2 separate regions of the Mus musculus genome follow, and region 1 is linked to region 2. The links are chromatin contacts, called in public Hi-C maps. All regions are on one chromosome and are shown on one strand. The core of a region is the stretch at or near the end of the contact, and the rest is flanking DNA. Distances in the headings are between cores, read along the strand shown.

Region 1 (4,458 bases), core at 579-3,078, 150 kb before region 2:
TAGTATCTCAGCACAGGACCATCAGCCTACAGCAGATAGCTGCATCATCAGCATGGTTGTCGGCCAACTCAAGGCTGATGAAGATCCCATCATGGATTTCCACCAGATGTTTCTATTAAAGAACATCAACGATGCTTGTGTTTGCACCAATGACATGTTCAGGCTTGTCCTGCACAACTTCGGTTGACCTCCTCCTGGCCAGACAGTCACGCTGTTTCCCCCTCCCTCTTCCCAATCCTAGCTCACTCCTCCAGATGCTCCAAATATCACACACCAACAAGCAGGGCCAGGCGGGAACGGGTGCAGTGGGCTTCTGTCACCACGGTGCTGTGCATGATGTTTGGATGCTAGACGAGTCGCCATCTGACAGGAAACGTTTGTGCTGTACCAGCGCATGCCTTGGAAGGACTTAAGTAATGCAAAAGATGGTCGGGTTTTGGTTTTGGTTTATTTATTTATTTTTTAATCTACTGACAAGTTGCTTTAGTAACCCGAAGGAGTGAAGGGAAAACAGCTGCCTCACCAACCGCCTAGATACTGATTTGTTCAGATGTTTCAATGCCTCATGATACATTAAAGCCACAAAAACTTTCTCAACAACAACAACGATGATGACGACAACGACAACAACAAAAAGACACGTGGGCTACAGGTTGATAAAGATCTCAATTCTTCCTCCTTTGCCTTCCTTCATTTCCTGATAAATTTCAGGAAACATTCTCAAGTAACTATGGCCTCCTCAAGGCTCATAATTTCAAATCCTTTTGTCATTTGAAGGAGTTGGATGTTGTGTGCACTTTTAGAATAATCCCTTATGTTTTGAGTTGAACACATTTGAGAAGTTTTTCATCATCATTTAAAACATATTACTATTGTCAATGTGTGTGTGTATGCAGTGTATATGTGTGGTAATGTGTAGTGCGGTCTACGTGGAGGTCAGAGGACAAGTTTGTAGAGTTGGTTCTCTCCTAACACCTTTATAGGGGTAGAACTCTGGTGGCCATGACACCTTTACCTGATGAAACTTTTGCTGGCCCCATTTATTTATTTTTAAACTGTGGGCCTTACGTAGCACAGGCTGGCCTCCAAGTCATTGCTTAGTCAAGGATAACTGATCTTCTAATCCTCCTGCCTCTACCAACAGAGTATGGGACGACAGAATCTGCCTTCAACTAAGTTTATGTGGGACTGGGGATTGAATCTAAGAGCTCCATGCAAGCATTTTTGTTTGTTTGTTTTTTTGGGGGGGGGTGTTTTTGTTTTGTTGTTGTTGTTGTTGTTGTTGTTGTTGTTGTTTTTTGAGACAGGGTTTCTCTGTATAGCCCTGGCTGTCCTGGAACTCACTCTGTACACCAGGCTGGCCTCGAACTCAGAAATCCGCCTGCCTCTGCTTCCCAAGTGCTGGGATTAAAGGCGTGTGCCACCACCGCCCAGCTTCACGCAAGCATTCTTATCAACTGCACTGCTCCCCGACACCCGAGCTGTTCTTTAGGTAGAAGCTTTTTGAAACTACGAAAATGGTTTCTTAAAATTATTGACTATTGTCCTCATGCTGGCAATACAGAAGGAAAAGGCAAGGCCATAAAGTTTGAGAGAATGGGAATGGAAGAAAAAAGCAACCTACAGAACATTTCTTAGTAAATCATAATAACTACCATTCTCCGAAGTGTACCGCTGTGTGAACGTTTAGATCATGAATAAAGTCCGAACTGGTCTCCTGGAGACATGAAATTATGGAATGTGGAAAAAAGAAGGGCTGCAGGCAGAGCGGCTGTGATGTTCAAACTGGAATGCTTTCATTTTTAGGCATTCCTTTCAATAGAAGTAGTGAGTCATTTAGCTCTCCAGGGCTAGAGATAGCCCCCTCCCCGGCCACTGATTTTGTTTGAGGAGTATGAACCTAAGTGAAGACTGTGTCGTGAAGCTAGTGAACCTCAAATCCTCCATGTATCCCTCCTCAACTCTGAACCTCTGGGACAACCCCCCCCCCCCCAACATACACACTCTCTTGTCATGTTTAAAGCCCACCTCTGCGTTTCCACGGGGAGCAATCATCAGCGGGAAGTGATGAGGGTAACAGATACAAGCTCCCACTCTGCAGCAGCTGGGTCACCAGAGGGTTTAGCACTCAGGAGGAAACTTCACTTGCTCAGCTATTTACTTTCTTCCCCTTCCTACCTCATAACTGGCAGTTCTATTATTTAATTGTTTGACATTCATTTACCTAGTGCATGTATGTGTGTGCATGAATGGAGGTCAGAGGACAGAGGAGGGAGTTGGCACCCCTCTTAGGTGGTTTCCTGAGGTTGAACTGAGGTCATCAGGCTTGGCAGCACGCCAAACTACCACGCTACCAAACTCTCTTTCTAGCTCATTCTTTTTCCCACTTGATCATGATTGTTTTCTTCTAAAAACAAGAGTCACCAAACCTCTGAAAAGGACCAGATATAAAATATTATTGTACTTACCAGTCATACAGTCTTTGCTATAAATGCTCAACTCTGCCATTGTGTGTAAAAGTAGGCATAGGCAAATATTAATGAATGGACATATGTTCCAACAAAGCTATACTTGTAGACACTAATATTTGGACTTCATACCATTTCATGTGTTGGGAAATAACGACCCTCCTTTTGATTCCCCCACTAGTGTCATTATTCTTATCTCAGAGACTATTTTAAAATGGCTAACAAACCTTATTACCCTAGTTGGCTATAGCTTTGTTAGCCTTTGCCATAAACTGTTACGTGAGAATCCATACATTGGACTGGTACTGTCAGACAGTATGTCATGAGCATATGTAAGTGATCTTGGGTGTGGCAATAAAGGGAGATTCTGTTGTGCATGTCTAGCAAGTTACCAGATGATACAGCCGCTGGAGACCCACACATCACACCTTGAGCGGCATGGCTTACAAGCATCACACAGTTAGGTCTATCCATGGAAGGGTCTGATTTTGAGAGGGACTGGGCAGAAGTGGAGAACTGTGGTAGAGCCGAGTTGGCCTGTCTAAGTCAGGCTTGGAGAGGTTAGATGCAGGAAGACGTGGGAATAGGGGCTCAGTAGGGTGGTGACTTTTTCTCACCACTGTGGTAATATTTGACAAAAGAAATGTAAGGAAGGAAGGGTTTATTTTTATGTCATCGTTTCAAATACTTCAGTCGACTATAACAGGGAACGGATGACCCTGTGCTTGCATTGAAATCTTATCTGTGTCATGGCTGGAGGCAGGCTTGTTCTGTGTCATGGCCGGAGGCCAGGAAGCAGAGAGGGTGACATGAAGGTGACAGGAATAATACAGTTCCTCCCCTTTCTCCACCAGAACTTGCTCCTGGTGACCTACATCTTCAAGCTAGATCCTACCTCATAAATGTCTGACAGATGTCTCTAGACAATTTCATCATCTTGGGACCAAGTGTTCAAACACATGAGCCTCTGGGGGCTGTTTCTTGTTCAAATCACAACAGCAGATCTTAGTTGTTATAAGGCTATAGAGGGCTGCGAGGGACAAGGCTTTGCTGGTCAGTGACGCCTTTAGCAGTGGTGCTGGTGATCTATGCAGAAGTGCTTAAGAGGTATTTGCTGAATAAACAGAAAGGCAGGAAAGAGAAGTTGGGCTGGAAGGAGATAGAAGGGGGGCAATCATGATCTTAATCTGTGGTACTTTGAGTTGGATTCAGTAGAATCCAAGAGAAGGTAAGGGACACATGTAACTTTAAGGTAAAAACTGGCTGGTAATGTCGGGAGGGAGAATTCTGTGTGACACTCACTGGTCAGAGAATGAGCTTTTTCCACCAGCAGAGAAGGAGCCTTGACTCAGCAGCCCTGCCGGCTGGGAGGAAGAGTTCCAAGTGTGGAAATCTGCCTGCCGTGACTCAGGTGGGCCAGCAGCACCCTTCCATAGATGAGAGCCTCTTCCACAGGTAGAGCCTTTGCAAATGTTCTTATGCAGACACTCATTCTATCCTTCATTACACAAAGCCAAATTTTGCTCACAAGCATTTGAAGTCTCAAACTCATGGGTCTACTTATGTTGACCCACATAAGGGCTTCTTCTGTCTTCTCAAGGGCTTCTTCATACACTAATTTAGTTTATTCTGCCAAGAACACCAAGGATTCTTTACATAGCAAAAGAAGCTGCTCTGTATATGAGGTGAATACTCTGTCAGGTGAAATGAGTTCTCTTTTCTCCCCTTAAGCACATTCTCTAACTTCACAAACTCTGAGGGAAGAGAACTCACTTGAATTTGTTAGAAGGCAGGCTGTTCTTGACTGCAGTGAACCCCAAGCACAGCAGTGACATTTAACCAGCCTTCTCATCCATTGTACGAACTGTCACCCAGTTCATACAGATGCAGATTTTGAGGAAACAAAATGCAGCTGAGGCAGTCTGGGAGACTGGACCATCTTGGAGTAGCCACTTTGAAACTGTCCTGGATGCAGATTTTTTAAAATTTT
Region 2 (4,696 bases), core at 2,179-4,678:
ATCTAGAAAGTACACAGGAATTTAATACTCTTTTCAAAACCTTCAGAGGGACATTAAACCCACATTTAAGGAGATGTCATCCTGGCTGTTGTATTGTCTTAGAAATCAGTTTGTTCACCCAACTGTTTCTTTCATTCCTAACAGTTTGATATAAAATGCTACAGCTTGGACTATGTTGTTCAGCTGGCTTTTCTTCCAGTGACCAGCTACCTTTAAGGGAAAGACCATTTTTAAAGAGAAGAACATCTTCGCTCTTAAGGTTTCAACATATCTTGGAATTACTTTAGTTAAAATCAGAAATCTTCCATTCATGTTTGGTTTCCCATTCTGCATGACAGATGTTCCACAGGAAACCTTTTGCATGTGAAATTGTTCTAGGAAGGGATGTGGTTCACTCCTTAAAAGTTCTGTATGGGGAGCCGAGGGAAAAACGGAACAGCTAGAGAGGCTCTGGCCTCAAGGCCATCCTAGTGCGTGCTTGTGTGTGTGTGGGTGCGTGCATGCATCTGACTGGAGTATCTGACAGGAGATTGAGGTTAAACAGCTGTGAGGCGGGCCTCCGAGAGCTAGTAGTCCCTAACCAGCACCGACTCGGATGTGTAATCCAGTACCACTTGGCCAACTGTATGACTGAACAATAGCCAGAGCCGCTTTCTTTATACAGTGCAGATGCAAATGAAGTCTAGACCCGTGATGCTCCGCCTTCCTAATGCTTGGACCCTTTAATACAGTTCCTCATGCTATAAGGTAACATCCAACCATAAAATTATTTTCATTGATACTTTAAAACTGTGATTTCGCTACTATTATGTGTTGTAATGTAATATCTGATATACAGGATGTGCAATAATCAATCCCTATAGGGTCGCGACCCACAGGTTGAGAACCACTGGTCTAGACTCTGAATTGAAGTAATTTCTTCATTGAGGCTAACGACGAATTCTTTCTTAGTTATCCCATATCTTGCTGGCTTAGCAGGTGGCCCTCATTATGAATGGGCTATGAAGTGAGAGGGTATAGTTAACAGGAGATTAATTATTTAGAACGTTTCTAAGCTTGCTACAGTTTCAGGCCGGCAGAGCTTAAAAGAGGGGATTATATATTTTATTGTAAATTAATCATGACAATCTTTTTTCTCATTGGTATTGCTAAAGGTTGGGGCAATGTGCTTTGCTATTGTTGCAATGGTCTGCAATCGTTTTTTTTTTCACTTCAGATTGCCAAATGCAGGCAACACACGATAATAGCCTGCAGCCAATACAGCCCCTGTACCATACACACCTTTCTTTCTCTAGTCCCCAAATGGGGATGAAGTGGCTTAGACGTGGCCTTCTTCCAGACACATAAAACATCTTTATTTTGTGCTACATTTCCAGAAAAGGCTTTAAAAGTGTTCTGAAGGCTTATAAAATTGCACTTTATAAAGAGAAAGATCGGTCCAGAGAAAGTATGCATAGACCATAGTGTGGTATAAAATCTGATGCTTTCAGCCAGTTGGATTTGTGGATTTGAGCCCCCTGAGCTTGATCAACATTTATTTACATTAATGGCTTCTCCAATCCTCATTATCTAGTCCTCTAAGTTATAGGTTGTGATTCAGTTTGCACACTGCATATGGGTATGTGTAGTTGAGACGAATTAGTCTAAAAATATTTGCTAGTGCCAACACAAATGATTTTCCACTAACCTATTTTGAGACTGTAGCCGGTAAATCCACAGAAACTAAAGTGCGTGGAGGTGGTCTTTTCTAAGACTGAGGTTGTTAGCTCATGCCCTGTGTTGAGAGTCTCTTCCCCAGACATCTTGGTGATCAGCAGAGAGCCGGCTGCTGACATAGCACCAGTGTCCTGCGCACTAAAGCACTGAAGGACAGACCTGACCGCTCCACTTTATTTTCTCCTTCTGGGGGGAAGATAACCCCCACCTTACATTTGCTGAGTGCTTGCTCCTCGTAAGTGTAAAGTTCCCACAAATTATGTCAACCCAAACATCAGTTATTAGCTGCTTTCTACAGGAAACACAGCCAGGAATATGCAGTGGCCTCTGAGCTCACCTCTCCTCTGCCTCTACGGACTCTGCTGCACAGTCCTGCTGAGCGAGCGTATCTCTTAAGATTTGTAAAGGTCTTAGCACTGGGAGACAACAATTTATGCTTTTAACGTTAATCAGTAAATCACACACGTACATGTGTATATTCTTTTTCATTAATTGCCTTTTTATTGTTTTTCTTCCAATTACAAATACTTGCCAATGAAATGTTTTAATTGAAAAAATTAAGTCTCATATATATGGCTTCCACATTCACCCTGTAAGGTTTCTTGTACCCTAAATTTCTTTCCTCTCAATGTTTCTTTTCCTTCTTAGTGTCTCCTGCTATTTTACATTTTGCTGATAAGGAGCTTGTGTAATTAATAACCTTATCTCCCTATGTATAAAAAAAACAAATTTAGTGCATTTTAATAAGGAAGTCAGAAGTACAAGGAGACACTTTATTGCCACGTTGACGCTGATAAGACCAGAAATAAGCTGGTTGCTCTGTGACTACACATAATGAATAGTATTTGTGTACGTAGTTTTATTACTTTTGGTGTCAGAGCTTCAATATTTCTTGGGAGTATATTTATGAACAGCTATACAGTTTAGAATTCTTTAATAAGCCGCTCTCACTGGATAACACACTGGTTTTTAAAGTCACTTCATCTTTATGCCTGATCTTAATCTTGTATTTGTAGTTCTCAGCAGGGGCAGGGAGTGCTATTTTCTTAGCTGCTCAGGGTGGGGATGGGGGTGTAGAAGATTGGGAGGGGTTCTAGAAAGGTCACTATGGTCTCATGCAGTCATATATTTTACAACTGCAGCTTGTACACTCCTGAAATGGGGAAAAGTTCCTCTTTTTTTTTTTTTAAGTGCTGAACAAAAACTGAAGGTTTGAAAAGTTTAAGACCCTTGAGAACATGAATAGTTGGATCTCTAGTATCTTTGACTAAGTTTTTACATAGTCCCCATGACAGCCTACTCCTTTGAAGTCAGTCAAGCCTGTGAGATCATGAGGGACTCATAACAGAAGAAGCTCTGTGAAGAGCGGCTGAGTTGCCTCTGCCCTTATTTCCTGCCCATTGATCCTGTGATGTGAGCGTATCTGTTATCTCCTTCTGCAAAAAGAACTGTGTGTGCCACATGACAGTCCTGGGCAGGGCCATGCAGGGTCACACAGCTACGGATGGCTGGGAAGACAAAGTTTGATCTTCTATGAAACATTTATATGCTTGTTTGCTTGTTTGTTTGTTTGTTTGTTTGCAGTAGGCTTGCTTCCTACTCTGTCCTTCCAGGACAAAGGCAGAAGTGAGTGGGTAGGAATCACAACAACTTCTCCCCTCTGATGTTACCCTCTGACTAGGGGAGTTGATAGTAAGGCCGGGACTTCCCAATTAGCATGCTTTTTTTTTTTTTTAGCAAGGGGACCTGTTTTACTGAGTTGGGGTAGAAGACACATCCTTCCTTTGGACTGGCTTCCCCATTCGATGTATCCCCATGCTGCTTATTATTAAGATGAGCTAAAGATCAAGGTTTACAGCACTCTATAGCACCCAGTGCTGTGCTAGCTTCTCCAGTGCGTTCCTGTCCTGGACACCTCCATGATGGTTATTGAAGTCCGTTGGTTGGCTTTCCAAAAAGTGAGGAGGTTTGAATCTGGCATTCTTGGGAAAACTCTTTCTGTGATCTTTTTCTCGCCTACCCTCTCTGGTTTCCCATGAAAGGCAGGAATGCTCAACTAATCCCTCCTGCTCCCTGGTCTGTGGGCTGTAATTAGGGTTTAAAGAAACAATGTCTCCACTTTGGTGGAATTCATGCTGTTCCCGTTGGAGACTGAAGCAGGTATACAATGCGCTCATAGTCTTTACACTCTATCTTCAGTAACACCTTGAACCACTTCATCCAATATTCCTTTCCTTCTTCAAAGAGCAACATTTAACTCCTTCATTTTATTGCATAGATAATGCCTTTGTTTCTGAACGATACAGCATGTGTGACTGTTACGCACACAAAGGGAGGAAAAAAGGTTATTTATTAAGTAAGTTATTCACCGTAGCAAATTTTAGTGATTTTTCAAACCAGAGCAACCAGTTTTTTCCTGATCCGTCGTCATTAATTTGACAAATACCTTCTCCTTAAAAGTTTACTACAGAAAGATTTCGTTTTTATAGGCACACTTTCTTTAATGTATGCTTTAGTGATTCTGAATATTAAGTGCTACCAGCATCTCTTGCTCTGAGCTTAGCAAGCGAAGAAAGCACCGTCAGTGAATTCTGCCTCAAGTCAGAGAAAATGTCTTTTGCCCCTCTTTTCTCCAAAGAAATAAAATCTTTATGTGCTCGGCATGTGGGGTAGGAAATAACAAGGAGGTCATTGTTCTCTGTCCCGCCTAACTGCAAGTGTAAAGACTGTTATTCTTTCGAGCACTGCCCCCTAGCGGGGAAAATTTCACGTTTTTCGACTGGGTATCTTTAAATGCCTTCCCATCGCTTGTTCATGCCCTTTCTGCAAGGATGCTGACCCTGTTCGTCATGTGTGTTAAGATAACACTTAGAATGTGAGTTCCTGACAGCATGGGGGCCTTTACCTAACAGTCTCACTGAGCTGAAACACGGAATAGATGAGAAGAAATAGATTGTAGCTTCTCACAAGTCTTGGGAGC

Evidence for each region. A called contact is a pair of places that touch in the nucleus more often than the background predicts.
Region 1: a contact with region 2 is called in a Hi-C map of uterus, with 4 times the contacts expected there. The contact joins two enhancer-like sites. A contact is called at or near these places in 1 of 15 datasets of contacts at CTCF or cohesin (the NIH/3T3 cell line), 16 of 484 Hi-C or Micro-C datasets (the G1E-ER4 cell line, adipose-derived mesenchymal stem cells, bone marrow-derived macrophages and 8 more) and 3 of 115 datasets of contacts at active chromatin or transcription factors (fibro-adipogenic progenitors, forebrain and pancreatic cancer cells).

What each region holds. Positions count from the first base shown.
Region 1 is chr10:111,767,958-111,772,415 of GRCm38.p6, forward strand. It overlaps the pseudogene Gm46193. Among named protein-coding and RNA genes, the nearest start is that of Gm30624, 85 kb to the left of the region's middle. Within about 2 kb of position 1,829, at least 35 of the 459 cell types and tissues checked have an H3K27ac peak or open chromatin away from gene starts, as enhancers often do. A contact at or near this core is called in the NIH/3T3 cell line and uterus, where this site is marked.
Region 2 is chr10:111,921,218-111,925,913 of GRCm38.p6, forward strand. No RefSeq gene overlaps it. Among named protein-coding and RNA genes, the nearest start is that of Krr1, 49 kb to the right of the region's middle. Within about 2 kb of position 3,429, at least 60 of the 459 cell types and tissues checked have an H3K27ac peak or open chromatin away from gene starts, as enhancers often do. A contact at or near this core is called in the NIH/3T3 cell line and uterus, where this site is marked.